2 separate regions of the Athene noctua genome follow, and region 2 is linked to region 1. A link is a contact called in public Hi-C data. All regions are on one chromosome and are shown on one strand. The core of a region is the stretch at or near the end of the contact, and the rest is flanking DNA. Distances in the headings are between cores, read along the strand shown.

The links. A called contact is a pair of places that touch in the nucleus more often than the background predicts.
Region 2: a contact with region 1 is called in a Hi-C map of heart, with 3 times the contacts expected there. The contact joins the promoter of BCL6 here to the promoter of LPP in region 1. A contact is called at or near these places in 2 of 2 Hi-C or Micro-C datasets (heart and liver).

The regions. Positions count from the first base shown.
Region 1 is chr8:17,899,612-17,903,532 of bAthNoc1.hap1.1, reverse strand. It overlaps LPP (LIM domain containing preferred translocation partner in lipoma), which reads left to right and starts at 2,160. Exons shown (of 13, transcript XM_074912519.1): 1 at 2,160-2,243.
Region 2 is chr8:18,059,260-18,063,180 of bAthNoc1.hap1.1, reverse strand. BCL6 (BCL6 transcription repressor) reads right to left here and starts at 1,818. Exons shown (of 10, transcript XM_074911920.1): 1 at 1,747-1,818.

The sequences.
Region 1 (3,921 bases), core at 911-3,410:
GTTTCTCTGGAGTATTAAAAATCTGGGCTCTGTGAAGAGCCCCACCATGCTGAGGTTGACATATATGAGTGCCAGGAAGTCCCTTGTGCTGACCGCCTGCCCCCTGCAGCAGAAAATACCATCACAAGTTGTCCTCGGAACACAATGAAGAAGGAGCGTGACCTTGCAGCCTGCTGGTCAAAGCACTCAGCTGGAAGGAGACACATGAACTGTAGGTTCTCCAGGGAGGGAACTGAACCAGGTTTACAGGGCCTCAGGCAAAGGCTTTGCCTGCTCAGCCTGTGCTGGTCTACGGTCTCATTCACCCGGACTTTAGAAAGCAGCCATGCCCGTGTCTTTCACAACAGGCCATGTTCACAGAGCGCTCTCAGCTCTCTAGGTACACCTACGGCACAGGGCCCTGGTGACTCATGCGCTATTCTGCTTTGGTTTTGGATCTCAGCAGGGTTTAAACACAGGGTAGGCGGCTAGGACAAGGCTAAGGTATCTCTAGTTATAGTCATAATGCTTAGAAACGTCTGTGGCTGTGACTGACAGGCTCACGCAGATTTAGCTGCAGTGCTTCTAAGATAGCATCTGGTCCTGGCAGCCCTCTCCATCCCTCCGGAGGAATTTAGCACCCCTGGTACAGAGGCCAATGCAGGACATCAAACCAACCACAGATGGGGATTTGTACCCAGGACTGAATTTGGTCTAACTCATGCTTCCCCTGCAGCGGGGCCTGCCATGGAAGGGGTATCCGTCGGGGTGGGGTGGCATCTCCTGGGGTTTCCACTCTGCCAGAGCACTTGGGTCAATCTCGAGCGTGCCATAGACACTTTGGCAGCCTGGAAAGAGGGAGAGAGGCTGGATCATAACTCTGTACTCCAGCTTCTAAGTCTTTTAGGCACTTAATGTCCTTTTTTGGGTCCTTACGTGCAAACTTTCCCTCCTGGGGCTGTCAAGCAGTGACTGTGGACATTAAAGCTGGTAATGGATAAGACTGTAAACATCTTCTGAAAGTGCACAGCAGAGCCCTTCATCGTCAAAATGAAATACATTTAAAGTGCTTAAAAACTCATCCAGAAATCTCTTTCCAAATGAGTAAGGCTTGGCAACTCTCCCCCCCTCCCCGAGCCTGAATGCAATGTAACCCTTCTGTCTTCCTGTTCTCTTCAGGGCACATGCAGATACCCAACAGCTACTTACGGGGCAGCATTCCATTATAAAAACAATCACACTCGAAATCCGAATTATTTTAATTGCAGCCCTTATAAATAGCCACAAAACAATCAGAAAGCGATTCAGAAAATAGCTTCCCTTCCCCCTCTCCTTGGTATGCTCGACAGGTTTTGCTTTGAATCTCTGAGCAGGCAGCTCCTTTTGTAACTCCGAGCACCTTTTACCTCCCCCACTTCTTTAGGCGCCCCGTTTGAGGAAGCACAGGGAAAAAGTTGGTTGGAAAAGCAACCCCAAAAAAATCGTTGAGAGCCCTGGACAAAACTTCTCTGTGAAAAGTTGGAATACTGCAAAGCACGGTGCGCGTTTCTGGGCCTAACTCCCCCCCGGGTTACAGGGCGGGAGGGTGATGCCCGAGGGGTCGGGGCTGCCTCCAGCCCCGTCGTCCCCCTCCGAGGTTCCGGTGGCTCCGTCCCCCGGCCCCGGCCCCGGCCCCAGCCCTTACATGGACAAATCTGCCTGCAGGGAAAGGCAGGAATTTGGGCCCTTGACGTCAGCCCCGGGCACAGCGCAGCGGCCCGGCGGGGCGGGAGGCAGCGGCAGCCGCTTTCGCTTTTTGTTTCGGGGGCGTCCCGCCGAGATCGGGGCTGCCGCCCCCCCCCTCCCTCTGCCCGACGGGAGGTAAGGGCCGGGGGCGGGGGGGGCACGGAAGGGCCGGGGGAGGGATGCGGGAGGCGGGGGCGCCGCGGCCGGGAGGATGCGGAGGGACGCGGGAGGGGGCTGGAAGGACCGGAGGGAGGGATGCGGGAGGGCGGAGCGCGGGAGGGGCTGGCCGGGGGGATGCCGGCGGGATGCGGGGACAGAAGCAGCGAGCGCGGGAGGGGCCGCCGGGGGCCGCGGCGGGGCAGCGGCGCGGGGCGCGGGAGGGGCCGGCGGGCGGAAGGGGCCGGCGACGGGGCCGGGGGGCGGGCGCGGAGGGGCGGTCCCGGGCCCCGCCGTGGCCCCGCCCCCGGACCCGCCTCCCCCCGCCGCCTCCTCCCGCCGCCGCCGCCGCCGCGCTCGCCTCCGCTGCCTCCTCCCCCGAGGTATTGTTGCAGATAATAACTTGCCCCCTTCCTCCCCCCACCCCTCCGCCCGCCGAGGCAGCTGTGCAACAGCTGGAGCCCCCGGTCGGGGCGGGGAGCGCTGCCGGCCGCCCGGGGGGGGCCGCGCCTGGCTCCTCCCTCCGCCCGGGGCGCCGCGGCCGCCGGAGGGGGGACGGCCCGGCCCGGCCCGGTGCGAGCTCGGCGGCGGGGCGGGGGCAGCGCTCGGGTGCGGGCCAGGGCCGAACTTCCCCGGCACTTCAGCGGCCCCGCCGCACGCCTGCCCGCTCCGCGGCGGGCGGGGGCTGCCTGCGGGCCGGGGTCCCCCCGGGGCGGCCGGGCTCGGTGCTACCGGTCGCAGGTGCACCCGGCCGGGGCCGCCCCGCTCCGCGGCCCCGCCGCACCTGGTGCCCGCCGACCCCTCGGCCGGGGCTCGGTAGTAAATAACGAGTTGAGTAAAGCCCTAGAAGGTTTTTATACGCCAGGGGAGGCCCATCCTTCCCCAGCAGGTAAGGACGTAAAAGTTTCCCACACCCTTACGTCATCCAAGGCTTTTTTTTTCTTTTTATATATATTTTTTTTTTTCCCCCTCCCCCTTCCAGTTGCCCCCTCCTTCTGAACAGCCAAATCTTTCTCCTGCCATTGTTCAGGAGCACACGCTATGCCCCGGGGCTGTGCTGGGGAGAAGGCAGAGCTCTGGAGTAGGAGGTGTTGATGGAGAAACTCATGTGTAATTGCTCTGGCTACTGTACCTCGAGGTGCCGTTTGGCTCTGTTGGTGAAACAAGTGAGCGTTGGTTTCTCCTGATCTGTTTTGATTATTGTTTGGTTGTTTTGTTGTTTTGGGTTTGTTTTTTTTTTTTTCCCCACACCTGTACGAGTTGGCTTTTTGACCCAGTTGTCTTGTTTTGATGTTGGGTTCCAGTTTGGTATCTTTCTGTCCAGAGGCAATTGATACACAAAAGTTTTAAGAGCTTGCAGGAACCATCAGGCTTGCTGGTGTGTGTCGTCCTGCACATCCATACCACCATGGCCCCTGTGCACTAAGTGGTTTTGACGCATGTGAAGTGCAAGATCTCACGTGGAAGTGTGAAGTTTTTGGAAACACTCTACATTTGACAATTTCTTTATTTCCTTGGACTCATTTACCTGTAGAGTTTGTGCTTATTCTTTCCAGGAATGATTTTTGGGCAAGATTGTGTGAGAGAGCAGGAAGTCACTGGATGTCTTGGGAGCTGGGTGGTAGCAGCAGGTGCTGGCTTACCAAGTAGTTAGAGATACAGGACATTAGGAAGGCAGGGGAATATGTGGAGCCAGGGAACAGGACACAGGATTTCATCGCTGTGTTAACACTGCAGCTGTGTTCACGCTGGAAAATGTTGGTCGCTGTCATGTGCGTAACCCAGCCTGCCGTGTAGCAGTGCCGTTTGGGGATGTGAGGGACTTCCTGGTAACCCCCACCCTTGGTGCAGCAGGACTGGTCCAGGCAAGGCTAAGTGATACTCTGGAATATGGGATTTCCCTCAGGAAATCTTTCTATCTGAGGATAAAGATTTACTGTTGAAAACTTTTCTCTGCCAGCTGGCCTGTTCTATCTCCTCCTGCCCACCCTGTGACCTTTCATCCTATCACTCCTAAATTTGTTAGTTCTGTTATTCCCCTTTCAGTTTTTTAGCCTTTAT
Region 2 (3,921 bases), core at 569-3,068, 160 kb before region 1:
AAAAAAAATTTATATATATACAAACGCAAAACCACACACCTAACCAAAAAATAAAAAGCCTTGTCCCTTCCCCCATTCGCTTTTGGGTTTTTGGGGGGAGCCGGAGGGAGGCTGGCGGAGCGCAGCGGCGCGGGCCGGGCGCGGTGCGCGGGGGTTGCGCGGCTCTCCGCGGCCGGCCGCGCCGCTCGCTCCAGGAATAGCGTGTGGCCGGGGGCCAGCCCCGCGGCTGCCGGCGGCAGATTTACGAGCGCCTGTCGCCGCGCCAAGTCCGCCGCGGTAGTAAACACAGGGGAAGGGCTGCGATGGGGGCACCGGGGGGCTCCCCCCGCCCCGCAGCCGGGACCCCATCCCTTGCACGGCTGCACACCATTTTCCCCGCCGGCCGCTTTCCTCCAGGCGGAGGACCCCTCTCGTCCTCGCGGGGGTTGTTTATTATTATTATTGCTATTATTATTATTTTGAGCACTGCGCGTAATGGCCGGAGTTGCTCCATACGCTTGCCCCCACCTCCTTCCCGAGCTCTGCATCGCGTTTTATTTCCCAGCCGGCAGAAGCCCGTCGCGGCCGGCCCGGCACACACCGTCGGGGCGAGCGCGGTCCCGCCCCCCCCGCCCCGGGCCGCCGCTCCGCGATGCTCCGGGGCCGGCAGCCGGTGACGGCCGAGCCTCCCCGCGGGCTCCCCCCTTCCCTGGGCAGAGAAATGCCGCAAGTCTTCTCCATCACCGCCCGCTGTTAGCCCGGGGCTTGACAGATCACGGCGCAGCCCCGCCACAGGTTGCAAAACGCACCAGCCGTTTCGCAGTTGCATCGGGGACGGAATAACAACAATAACGATATATTAATCAAAACAGAGTGAGGGGGGGAGGAGGGAAAATGATACGGAAAGGCCGGAGCGGCGGTGCCCGGCGCGGCCGAGCCCCCGCGCTGCCGCCAGCCCCGCTCCGCGGCGGCTTTTGTGCGGCGGCGAGACGACAACAGCGACACAACCCGCACGGAAAAAAAAAATTAAAAAGAAAACAGAAAAAATAAGAAGAAGGGGGGGTGAAAAAAAGAAAAAGGGGGGTGTGGGGGAAATAACACACCCCGACCGAGGGATCCAGCCATTGGGAACCGACCCCGAGTCACGCAAAACGCCGCCAGCCCGGCGGCCGGCAGTCCCGCTCGCCGCCGTCCTGCGCCCGCGGGGCGGCTGCAGGTGCAGAGAGGAGCCGCCGCCGTCCTCCCCGTCCCCACCCGGCCGTCACGCGTGCGGGAAAGCCAATAATCCCCGATAACCGACAATCCCCGGGAGAGGACGGCGGAGGAGGACGGGGGGTCCCGGGTGCGTTCCCTTATACACGCTCCCGGCGTTAAGACATGCAGGTACCCCTATTTTTCTCGCTTGACAGCGGGCAAGGAAAGAGGGGGGTGTGTTTGGGGGGGGGGAATTAAATAAATAAACGAGGCAGGGAAAAAAAAAATGTAAAATGTAAGGGATAATAAAAAAAAATAAATATTGAAGGGCTGTCGGGGCACCTGCCGCGGGAAAAGGGGGGGAAGGAGAGAGGGGGGGAAGAAAAAAAATGGGTAGAAATATATAGAGGCGGCTCCGCGCCAGGCGTCGGAGCGGGGCAGGGAGGGAAAGAGGAGGGAAAAAAAAAAAAAAAAAAAAAAAAGGAGAGAAAAAAAAAAAAAAGAGAGCGAGCGCGCGCGAGAGAGAGAGAATTAAAGGGTAAAATCGGCCGCGGCAATAGAAGCAGCAATCACCTGGTCTCCGGGCTTTCCTAGAAACTCCTTGCATCACCACTTCTAAGAACCCCAGTTCTAAGAATCAACAGAGCCCAATTCTCGGAATTTGAGCTGCAGACTCTACCATCGCGCTGAGCATGGGGAGGGCCGCGGACCTCCCCCCGCCGCTCCGACGCCGACGCCGACGCCCTCTCGGGCCGCGGGGTGTCCCCCGTCCACCCCCCCCGAGCCGCCCCCTTCGGGGGCGGCTCGGGGGGGGGGACGGGGGACACCCCCGCGGCCCGGGAGGGCAGCGTTGGCGTTGGGGGTCTCATGGAATCACCCCTCCCTCCCTCACACCCCCCCCCCCTTTCCCCGTTACCGAATGGTCGCGCCCGGGTGGCGGGTCACGTGGCGGAGGGTGCTGTGTGTGACGTGGGGGCGCGGCGGGGTGGCGGCGGCGGCAGCGACAGCGGCGGGAGCGACAGCGGCGGAGACGGCGACAGCGGAGGAGGAGGATGGGGGGTCCCGGGTGCAACTCCGGGCTGTGCAAACATACATCCCCCCCCTCCGCGCGCCCCCACTAACCCTCATTCCCTCTCTGAGAGAGAGAGAAAAGGAAGAAATCTGAAAAAAAAAAAAAGCCCCAACAAACCCCCGCTTTCTATTTTTTTTTTTTGTTTTTTAAATATTATTTTTACATTTAATTTGGGCCGGGGGGTCACTTTCGCCTTTAAAAGCAACCCTACCCCCCTAAAAACAAAAAAACAAACAAAAAAAACCAACCCAGCGAGCAAAGCCAGGATCCTGCTGCATTGCACTGGATTTTTACTTTTTTTTTTTTTTTTTTTTTTTTTTAAGAATTATTTTTCCCACAATCAGCTTTTTTTAATAATTTTTGCAAGCAGCCACGCTCAGCTCACGGCCTCCGATGGGGATTTACTCTTGGGGAAAGAAGCTTTTTCCTTAAAGATCCCCCCCTCCGTGTGTTCCCCTTCCCTTTTTCCTTTTCGTTTTTCATTTTTAATATTTTTTTTGCCAGGATTCTCCAGACTAGAAAAAAATATTTTTTTATTTTTTTATCCATTTTCTCTTTTCCTTTCCAGGACTCTGGAGTGGTGGGTTAATTCTTTGTAGCTGTTGTTGTTATTGTTGCAAAATAATCTGTAAGTCTGTAAATACTCTGCTTGTATGGAAATGTCGGACTGTGCTGGGGATGCAAAACCGGGTTGGCTTTTCTGGAAGGGATTTTATTTCGGCACTTTTTGACTATTTCTGGGCAAAAGGCCTTTGCTGGGAGGTGTGGGACGTCGGGGAGTGTGTGGGGGGGAATAATGCAAAACCTTTGCAGTCCAGATTTCGGATGGGTTTTGCAGGGGGCTGCAGAAGGAGGTGGCCCATCACCGCAGCCTTCCCCCGGTCCTGTATGGAAATGTATCACGCTGTATGTAAATCCGTTGAGATTTCTGCCTCTATCGCCCAGCCTTGCGTATTTATTTCAAGCGGGCCTGCTGCGAGGGTTTGTCTTGGGGAGGGGGGTGTGTGTGTGTGTGGATCAGCGGAGCTCAAGTCTCATTTTTCTTTCTCTGTCGTTTTTTGGGGCTGTGAGGTGCTGCTGTGGCAGGGAGCAGGGGGACGGCACGCTCCGGGCTGCGATGACATTCCCAGGCCGTTGCAATTAATAGAAATTTGTTTATGAGAATGACCACTGCAGGTCACAGTGCCCTCGGTCCACTAATGCAATGGCTCAGAGCTACTGCTTCAGCCACCGCTGAGCCCCATGGAGGGGCCACCTTGGACGCAAAGTCCCCGGGTGCTGCTTTTATTTTGATTTCTCAGCTGAGTCTTGAACCGAAACACTTTAAAGGAAGGGTGGGGGGAAAAAAAAATTAGGAAGAAAGCCCTTCTGCTAATCCGACTCATATTATCATTAAAAATAGCCCGGTGGCAAGACAGGGATGGTACTCCCGAGACACTTGAGATGGTACAGATATGCTGGAGAGACAGCTTTCCTGTAGTTAAAAAGCAATATGTAATTCCCAATGAGTGAGTGCAGCTCAAGCTGTGTGACTCCGATTCCGGCCCAGGGCAGGGAGGGGGCTCCCCGGGTGTCTGCAAGCAGCCGAAGGAGGAATGGACCCAATAATATAAACTCTGCTCTGAGATTTTGATTTCTTTTTTTTTTTTTTTTTTTACAGCAATGAAATTAAAAGG